Linked DNA regions of Macaca mulatta: region 2 is linked to region 1. The links are chromatin contacts, called in public Hi-C maps. All regions are on one chromosome and are shown on one strand. Each heading gives the region's core, a stretch centred on a gene start, on an enhancer-like site or on the middle of the called end of the contact. The rest is flanking DNA. Distances are from core to core; before and after follow the strand shown.

Region 1 (5,044 bases), core at 375-2,874:
GGTTTTTTTGAAGAAGAAGAAAAAAAACAGGTTCAAATCATTCCTTCCTCAGGGTCTTTGTACTAGTTAAGTACACCTAAATAAGAGGTGGGGGGAAACAGCCCAGGTTCAGGGGCTTCTCTCACTAAGCACAGAGCTAAGAGTTCTTCCCTAAATATCTAAGTGTTCTGTCTATTCCTGATCCTTCTTTTAGAGACATTTTAACCTCCTGTCATCCTCTACTATAGTACGGTTTCTTTCATCATTATTTGGAATTCTCCTTTTAATCATTATATCTGCCTTAGAAGCACATAAACTCTACGAGAAGTGGGACTTGTGTTTTTCACTGCAGTTCCTTCAGTACCTATTTATTGAATGAAATAGTTCAGTGTTCTGTAAAAATCTACTAGCATTGGAAATACAAATAATGTTTTGTGATACAAGAGTTTTCCAAAACTGTATTAGTGAAAAAAACCCAAATTGGAAGCTACTATCTCAGCCTGATTTTTTAAGGAAATCAGCCCATATTATTTTCAAAAGATGATGCCACCAACATTTACATTAAACCCTGACATTTACTTACTATAATGACATTATTTGAAGAGTGCATTCTACAAACATGAACCTAGTTGTATTAAACTGTTAATGCTCCCTGTACCTCGCATAACCTTAAATTCGACCACACTGATCTATTTCTTGAATTAACAAAATCTGGAGGACATACAGAGGAACGCAATTTGAATAGCACAAGAGACAAATTTATCAACAGTGCAGTAAGATATTTTTTAAAACTATGCTACTGAAATAACGTTCAAGACACGGCCATTAAACAAAACAGTGTCATCTGCACCACTGTATCACTTATCCTGCAGATTACAGGGTCAGAACTCAAAGACACCACCCTCTTGGTCCAATCTCCGTAATTTAAAGATCAAGAAAACAAAACCCAAGAGAGTTAGGTTTTAGACTAATAAGCCAGCTAACATAAGTTGGGACTGGAACTCATCTGGCTACAACGCATGGCTTCTGTCAACCAAGCTGAAAGCCCTGTTTCTCACTGGGAAAGAAGCAACCATGACCCGGCCCTTTTTCCCACACTCTCTTCTCTGGATCGCCTAGTTCTCCTTCTTCCCCATCCTATAACTCGCGAGCTATGTGTCAATCGGCGTCGCAGTTCCCAAGACAATTTCATCTACGTTATTCAATTTCACCCTCACAACCCCTTTTAAGCCTTAGCCCCATTTATGGATGGAGGCAAAACGCACGCGCGGCTTCACGTCCGTCCACCTTCAAGGTGTACAATGTCGATCGTGCCGCCCACCCCTCAGCCTTCTCCCGGTCGCGGAAGAAGAGAAGACACCTGGAAGGCCGAGTCCTTCCAAGATCACCTCCCTTTCTGGAATCTTCTCTCCCCTGGCCGCTGTGCCAGGGCAGCACGCTCAGCCCGTTAGTAGGCCCTCCTACTTCGCCGCGGCCGCCGCAGCCCTATGCTGACTCTCCCACCTCATTCCTTTCCTTCAGCCCTTACTTTCGCTCCCTCCTTGAGCATCTGGGCAAAGCCCGGAGCCTTGGGAACGTGAAGCGCCATGGCCAGGCTGCAGGAAGCCGTTCACGCGACCACTCGGAAGAAAGCGGAGGAAGCAAGGAGCACGCACAGCCTTCTGGGAAAGCAGCTTGCGGCCGTGTCTCGTTCTTCCTCGCTCTCCAGTTAGCCCGCCCTTTCCCCGCCGCGAGGTGAAGCATCGCGAGAAGAGCAACTTCTGTGACCAGAACCAAGCTGACGATCCCCGATCGGGTCGATCGATAGGGCGGGCCCAGGGAGCGCCTCGGGTTTCCGGCTCACGCACGCGCAGACTGCCCAAGCCGTGGGAGCTTGTTCCAGTCTGTGCTCCCTGATCGGACTCAGTAGTCGCGGTGTTAGATTTTTGCGGCTTTTGATGTGGAAGGCACACATCCTTAGCTTAATTTCCACGTAATATTCCAGACCCAGCCACCAACATCAGGGCAGGTGTGTGTGTGTGGTTTTTTTTCCCCGAGGCAGAGCATCTGCCCCATCCGCCAAAATTGCCTTTGGGCGTGCGCTGTGTGTTGGGCACCATAGGAAGCGCTGGGAATGCGCATAATTAAAGTCGTCACCACGGGTAGCGTAGCACACATCAAATGCTCACGTGTGCCAGGTTCTGTGTGATCTGCTTTACATGCGCCAGGTTCTGTATGATCCGCTTTCCATGGAGTATCTCTGTTAATGGTCAATCTTAAAAATTAATGAATTGTCGATTAAAATAACATTTAGTTTTCCTTCTACAAAATGGAGACAATACCATTTGATTTTTAATGGTATTGTTTCCATTTTATGGAAGGGAAACTGAAGTTCACAAAGGGTAAATAATTTTCCCAAGATCACAGAGCTAGTAAATATTACAGCTAGAATTCCTACCCAGGTCAGACTGATTGCAAAATGTATACATTTTATATAAATATATCTGATTTATATATAAATTTATAGATAAATATAAATCCCTTCGGCTTGGTGGCATGCACCTGTAGTCTCAGCTGCTCAGGAGGCTAAGGTTGGAGGATCTGCTTGAGCCTGGGAGGTTGAGGCTGCAGTGAACTGAGATCATGCCACTGCACTCCAGCCTGGGCAACAGAGTGAGGTCCTGTCTCAAAAAAAAAAAAATCTTTTTTTGCAAAAATGTAAATGCCAGTGATATGGTTTGGATTTGTGTCCCTGCCCAAATATGATGTGGAATTATAATCCCCAGTGTTGGAGGTGTGGCCTGGTGGGAGGTGATTTGATCAAGGGGGCGAACGTCCCCATTGCTGTTCTTGTGATAGTGAGTGAGTTCTCATGAGACCTAGTTGTTTAAAAGTGTGTGGCACCTCCCCACTCTGTCTCTTCCTCCTCCTCCAGCCTTGTAGGACTTTCCGGCTTCCCCTTCACCTTCCACCTTGATTGTAAGCTTCCCGAGGCTTCCCCAGCCATGCTTCCTGTATCGCCTGTGGAACTGTGAGCCAATTAAACCTGTTTTCTTTATAAATTACCCACTCTCAAGTAGTTCTTTATAGCGATTAGAGAACGGACTAATACAGCCACCTTTTTCCTTCTTGGAAAATAGGGATAGTTTTAATAAAATCATACATATTATTGTGTGATAAGGTTATTGTTATTTTTTAAATAATGTTTACAAATTTACCAGTTTTAATTTCTCATACAGCAAATATCGATACCTATAACCCACATAAACCAAAGGCCTTTGGGGAAGTCAATACTTTTTTTAAGAGTCTAAAGGTGTTCTGAGACTGGTACGTTAGAGAACTACTACAATGATCAGGCCCGAACAACAGAACGATCCAAGATTTTTCCCTCGATTAGCTAAGAAATAAATAAAAGCACATTCCTCTGACTCAGAGATAATGTTGCTTATAAAAATAGCTAACACAAAATAAAACTGAAAGGAGCTAAAATGACACCTGATTTTTTTTTTTTTTTTTTGAGACGGAGTCTTGCTCTGTCGCCCAGGCTGGAGTGCAGTGGCGGGATCTCAGCTCACTGCAAGCTCCGCCTCCCAGATTCACGCCATTCTCCTGCCTCAGCCTCCCGAGTAACTGGGACTACAGGCGCCCGCCACCTCGCCCGGCTAGTTTTTTGTATTTTTTTTAGTAGAGACAGGGTTTCACCGTGTTAGCCAGGATGATCTCGATCTCCTGACCTCGTGATCCGCCCGTCTCGGCCTCCCAAAGTGCTGGGATTACAGGTTTGAGCCACCGCGCCCGGCCTAATGACACCTGATTAATTTTATTAATTAAAAATGGAGGAATCAAATCTTGAGAAATGTATAACTAGACCATGGAAAATAGAACTTGAGGAAAAAACCATTGATAGATCAAATTTTTGTTGAAAATTTATAATAAAAAATTGATCTTTAATTTTAACAAATAGGAAATGGGAAGAATTAAAATCAATTTAAATCTGTATGGTAATTTATCAATGAATGAAATGGACTTAACTGCTAAGAATACTTTCTAGATGAAAATTAGAAACTTTATATAATTTGGGTTAAACTGCATTCATAATGATAGAGTCAAAACAAGGGCCAAATATTCGCTGAGTCCAAAAGGTCAAATATTCCTTGCCCAGAAAAGAAACACAAATATTTAAAGTGACTTCGAGGCCTGGGTTCTGATCCTTGTTTATCTCACTGGTATCTTCTCCATTTTGGCATTAATGTCCTATATTCTGGCCCCAGTACCTGGAATAGTTCATGCTGTCTGCTTTACCACTTCTGCCTCAGGGTCTTTACCTCTGCTCTTCTTCCTACCTAAAATGCTCTTCTATTCCCTTTTGGCTGAGTTAATTCTACCTCAGTATGCAGACACTTTCATTAGAAAGTCTTTGATGACTCCTGAGACATTCCCTGTTTGTCATTCTCATAGCTTCTGTGTTTCTCCTTCATAGCACTTAACACAGTTGTAATGATGGAATTACTTGTCTTCTTTCTCCACCAGCAGGTAGATGCTGAATCACCAGCCCTTATAGTGTAATTGGACAATGCACAGAGTAAGGATTCAATAAATAGTTGTCAAATGAACTACTGGGTGACCAAATGGGTATCCAGAAGAGGAGATCGAAAAATTGAGGTGCTGTGGTCTCAATGTTTGTGTCACTCCAAAATTCGTATGTTAAAATCCTAAGCCCCGAAATGATGGTATTACATAGGGCCTTTTGGGAGATGATTAGTTCATTAGGTCTCCACCCTTATAAAAGATTAGTGCCCTTATGAAAGATGCCCAAGGGAGCTTAATTTGCCTTTCCACCATGTGATGACACAGCTAGAAGGTGCTATCTGTGAACCAGGAAGCAGGCCCTCACCAGTCTCTGTATCTGCTAGCACCTTGATCTTGGACTTCCAGCCTCCAGAACTGTGAGTAACACATTTCTCTTGTTTCTAAGCCACCTAGTTTATGGTATTTTGTTATACCACCCCAAACAGATTAAGACATGGGAGGCATGGTCTGTATTCTTCCCATCCAGACGTATATAAAGTAAAACCAGAGAACAACA
Region 2 (5,295 bases), core at 446-2,945, 50 kb before region 1:
GGCAGGTGGATCACTTGAGGCCAGGAGTTCAAGACCAGCCTGGCCAACATGCTGAAACCCCACCTCTACCAAAAACTACAAACGTTAGCTGGGTGTGGTGGGGTGGCATGTGCCTATAATCCCAGCCACTCAGGAGGCAGAGGCAGGAGAATGGCTTCAACTCGGAAGGTGGAGGTTGCAGTGAGCTGAGATCGTGCCACTGTACTCCAGCCTGGGCAGCAGAGTGCAAGCCAGTCTCAAAACAAAAGAAAACAAACAAACAAAAAAATTTATCTCAGCAGTAAAAAGCAAGAGAGCTAGTTTTCCCCCAAATTTAACCAAATGTTACTCTGGTGGTTAGTATGCCACCATCTTAAACTCCTTTCATCTGATTAGTAACAATAGACATTTATTTTATGACCAATTTTTTTTTATGGTGAATTACCTGTTTACATTCTTTGACTATTTTTCTATAGATATCTGCAACCCCCCCACCCTCGCACCCTTGGTAGGGATTACTATTTTCTCTACTAAACTAAGACTCCAGGGCAGAGAGGCCTATGTTTAATTCATTTGAGGGAAGGCTTGGCACAAAGTGTACCCTTACATATTTTCTTTTTTTGAGACAGAGTTTCACTCTTGTTGCCCAGGCTAGAGTGCAATGGAGTGATCTTGGCTCACTGCAACCTCTGCCTCCAGAGTTCAAGCGACTCTCCTCCCTTAGCCTCCCGAGTAGCTGGGATTACAGGCGCTCGCCGCCATGCCCGACTAATTTTTTGTATTTTTAGTAGAGACGGGACTTCACCATGTTGGCCAGGCTGGTCTCGAACTCCTGACCTCAGGTCATCCACCCGCCTCGGCCTCCCAGTGTTGGGATTACAGGCATGAGCCACCGCGCCCGGCCTCGCACTTACAAATTTTCAAAGAATGAACAGTAAATATTTGAAAATCCCCTCCTCTCCCGCAATTTATGTTTGACACCGTCTTTCAGTTCTGCTTTAAAAATTCACTCTCGCGGCCGGGCGCGGTGGCTCACGCCTGTAATCCCAGCACTTTGGGAGGCCGAGAAGGGCGGATCACAAGGTCAGGAGTTCCAGACCAGCCTGGCCAATATGACGAAACCCAGTCTCTACTAAAAATACAAAAGTTAGCCGGGTGTAGTGGCGTGCGCCTGTAGTCCCAGCTACTCGGAAGGCTGAGGCAGAAGAATGCCCTCCAGCCTGGGCGACAGACGGATATTCCGTCTCAAAAAAAAAAAAAAATTAACTCGCTGCGTTTTTTATTCTGACATGGCGCAGGAAGGTAAATTCAAGACAACTCACGTACTCAGTTTTAGAAGTCGAGAGGACAGAATTATGGAAACAGAAATTTAAGCGCTCCCCGTTAGTCTCCAAATGTAATGTGTTCCAGAAAGGTAACCATCTGGGGAACTCCAAGGCTCAGACCACCACCAGATGCCCACACTTCAGAGGCATTTATATAACTTCATGGTTATGTCAGAGACCAGAAAACCCATTGACAACCAAACCCCTAAGCCCGAACTTCCGGCGCAAGCCGCACGCAGGCGCAGATTTACTAGCGTCAGAGCCTATGGTCACGGGAGGTGGGGGTGGGGAGGTGGTGACCTAGCCACTTCCCATAATGCCGCGTTCCGGAAGTTGTTGCTTTCCAGGGGTCACTCTGGCTTCTGCTCCGTCGCTCTCAATTCGTCACCAGGAGGAAGACGGAGCTGGCTGCCCAGCCCAAAGGCCCATGAGGGGATGCAGTTATGGGCTCTGTCGCCGTGGGTGAGTTCTGGTCGCACTGCCTGGCAGTCGTCGCTCGCCTGACTTCCTGCGCTGGGAGAGCCCCTGTTTTCCGCCCCAACTTCGTTCTCTTCTTGAAGGCCCCACTCTTTAAGCACGTAACCCGGCTACTTCCGGTACTGCGATCTCATTGGCTGCGTGTCTTGTCAGTTCCAGAAGCTGGCCAATGAGATGCTGCTGCTGGCGCCCTTCTCGACCCCGTGGACCCCGGGGTTCCCCGGTGGGATCGGAGCAGTTAGAAGAGGAGGAGAGGGGAGGTGTGGCAGGCGCCGAGCAAGTGGGTGGGTGGCGCGTGGCAGGGACTACCCTATGGGTTGGGGCTGGGTTTGCAGCCGTGTTCTTACTGCTGGTAGGAAAAGCAGGATCTGTCACCTATCCAGTTGACTTCACCTAGGAGAGGACTGATCTACGCAAAACTTGAAAGCCACGTTAAGACCTGCTGACAAAGTTTTCCACACGCTTACATTTTTAATGGAACCGAGTAGGCAGGGGACGACTGGGAGGGCAGAGAGAGAAGAGACTTGGAAAAATATGAGAGCCGGCAACACTATCTTTGATTTAGATTTTGTACGGAGTCCTGCAAAGAGTCATTTCACTAGGACGCTAATACTCATCCGATGACACTACTTGAAAAGTGTAGTAAGCTTATTGATGTTTTAGAGCTGATGGAAGTCACAGTATTCTCTCCTCGTGAGTCATTAGTTGCCTTTACAGTTGTCAGAAATTTACTGGGGCTCTTTCCGCAGCACTGGAGTGACGCCTCTATGTCCTCTGCCTGCAGCAATTAACAATTCGTCTTTCAAGTTTCCTATGGAGTCTTGAGCTGCTGCAATCCTAAAACCGGATTTACTAGTGCTGTCTGTCTTCACTGCTGCAGACTTCTGACTTCTTATTCTTCACTCTTTTCTTTTTCACCAGAACTTGTTTGCTTCATTCTTATGTACCTACCTTTGCACCTTGTAATCATCCTTTATGCCTCAGGTACTATTCTATTTTTCTATTTAAATGCAAGAAGTATTTCTTCAGGACCTACTATGTACTAACATTATGCTAGATATTATAGGCAGTTCCAAAGCTATGCCTGAAACCGTTTATTTTTCTAAGAACTTTAGGTTCTGCTTAGAGAAATAAGATAAACCCAGATAAAAATTTAAGAAATTCACTAGAATATCTGATAAGGGGACAAGATGACTGGAGCATACCATAAATACTGGAGAAGTTCAGTGGAGAGGTTAATTTAGAGTAGAATGATTGTCTAAGTCTTCCTTGAAATGGAGAGCTTGCAAGATTGGTAAGATTTAGATAGATAGAACATTACGGCTAGAAATCAAAGACATCAAGGCGCGGAGGGTACAAAGTGTTTTGGAGTGGAGTACAAGAGACAGACTTGGCCAGGCACGGTGGCTCACGTCTTTAATCCCAGCACTTCGGGAGGCCGAGGCGGGCAGATCACGAGGTCAGGAGTTCAGACCAGCCTGGCCCAGAGTTCAAACCCCCGTCTCTACTAAAAATACAAAAATTAGGCGGGCGTGGTGGTGGGCTCTGTAATCGTAGCTATTCGGGAGTCTGAGGTAGAAGCAGCATTTGAACCTGGGCAGCAGAGCAAGACTCTGTCTCAAAAAAAACCAAAAAGAGACTGACTTGATTGGCAGGTAAAAAGTGGTGGTCTTGAAAACCCAAACATCTGCGTTTTACCTTTTTTTTTTTGTAGAGATAGAGTGTCGCTTTTTTGTTGCCCAGGCTAGTCATGAACTTCTGGCCTCAAGCGATCCTCCCACCTCGACCTCCGAAAGTGTTGGGATTATAGGCGCGAGCCACCGCATCCGGACAACACCTGCCTTTTAGCTCATTTTTGTTACCCTGTGTGATCTTTCACCATTTTTTTTCCTGAGTTTTCTCCTTGAGTGAAATGTCTCTGTTTAAAGTGTTGTTATCGAAATCCGATGTGATAATGTTTGTGAAAGGACTTTGAAGATCAAAAGTACTATATAATTATAATTTTAGTGGGTTTTTTGTTGTTGTTTTTGTTGTCGAGGCATAATAGAGAGTCAGAATTAGCTGAGCATTGGGGCCAAATTTATAAAGGCCTATGGTCCCTATTTATAAAGGCTAAAGTTTAGGGAGTGTGGTCTGGGAAACTGTTAAATGCTTTCAATCAAGAGAATGATATAATAAAAATAGCATAACTGGAAGATGAATGTAGTACTGAACTCCCACCCCGATTAGAGTGAGTTGGATTGGAAGCAAGAACTTGGGTGCTATATTTTGTATTTATTTCTAAAATCTATAATTCTAGATAGGTAGACCTGTATGTACTTTTAGCACTTTTCTTGTTTTCTAAGTTTGAATTGTTGACTAAGAAGGTGAAGATGTGATGTGCAGCTAGATTTGTCATAGCCTTCCAAAGTGGTTTTGTCAATAATGTAATAATGTGAATAGTCAAGAATGCAGTTGTAATCAATTTCCATTTAGCTGATATGCATAGGAAATCTTGGTGTGGAAAATGCACAACAGTGTATCACTTTTTGTATTTAGCTTTGAAGCTGTTTTGGAAAATTTCTAACTCCCTTCAGGAGGTTGTTGTCCGAATTATTTTTAATTTTTATTAGAGAAATTATCCATTTAATTTGCATAGACTGCAGAGCTAAGAAAGATAGCTTAGAAGGAAAGGAAATCAGTTTTCTGATTAAAGTGCCACCATTATTTCACATGTACGTAGTGAGGAGTCAGCTTCCTAAGAGTATCAAGTTCTGAGACTGTTCAAGACCTGTGTAAGAAGACCAGGGTTCTCTCCTGACCTTTTACATGTATTGAAAACCTCTTAAGCTTGCTAAGAATCAGTTTCCTATGATGTGAAAAACAGGGGAGATAACTATTCTATCTACTTGAGTTCCTATTGAAAATTAGATGATTATATGTGATTGGTCTTTATAAATTACAGTGTGATAGACACGCATAATATATGTGGCTTCATTATTTTACTGTCTCCTAGAGAAATATAAGACATACTTTCTTTTTTGTTCAAGCTAACTTTATCTTGTTTTCTAGATTATTATTTTGTGTCAGTAAGTAATCCATAAAGTGCCAACATGGGAAAGAAACGGACAAAGGGAAAAACTGTTGCAATCGATGATTCCTCTGAAACTTTAGGTATATTTCATTGACTGAATCTTTAATGTTTATATCTCTAAATGAATATGTTTTAAAATATGAAAATGGTATAAAACTGTACATTATTGTTATCTACATTTTAATGTAATGTTTATAATCTATATGTCATTTAACAGTCTTCTACTTTTTTTTTTTTTTTTTTTTTTTGAGAAAGAGTCTCGCTCTGTCACCCAGGCTGGAGTGCAGTGGTGCAATCTCAGCTCACTGCAACCTCCGCCTCCCAGGTTCAAACGATTCTCTTGTGCCTCAGCCTCCGAGTAACTGGGATTACAGACATATCCCACCACAGCCAGCTAATTTTTTTTTTTTTTAAATAGAGACAATGTTTCCCTATGTTGGT

The links. A called contact is a pair of places that touch in the nucleus more often than the background predicts.
Region 2: a contact with region 1 is called in a Hi-C map of fetal cortex germinal zone, with 1.9 times the contacts expected there. The contact joins the promoter of USP16 here to the promoter of CCT8 in region 1. A contact is called at or near these places in 3 of 14 Hi-C or Micro-C datasets (fetal cortex germinal zone, fetal cortical plate and liver).

The regions. Positions count from the first base shown.
Region 1 is chr3:18,422,514-18,427,557 of T2T-MMU8v2.0, reverse strand. CCT8 (chaperonin containing TCP1 subunit 8) reads right to left here and starts at 1,624. Exons shown (of 15, transcript NM_001261501.1): 1 at 1,508-1,624. The coding sequence starts at 1,567.
Region 2 is chr3:18,471,908-18,477,202 of T2T-MMU8v2.0, reverse strand. It overlaps USP16 (ubiquitin specific peptidase 16), which reads left to right and starts at 1,695. Exons shown (of 18, transcript NM_001260999.2): 1 at 1,695-1,766; 2 at 4,833-4,934. The coding sequence starts at 4,874.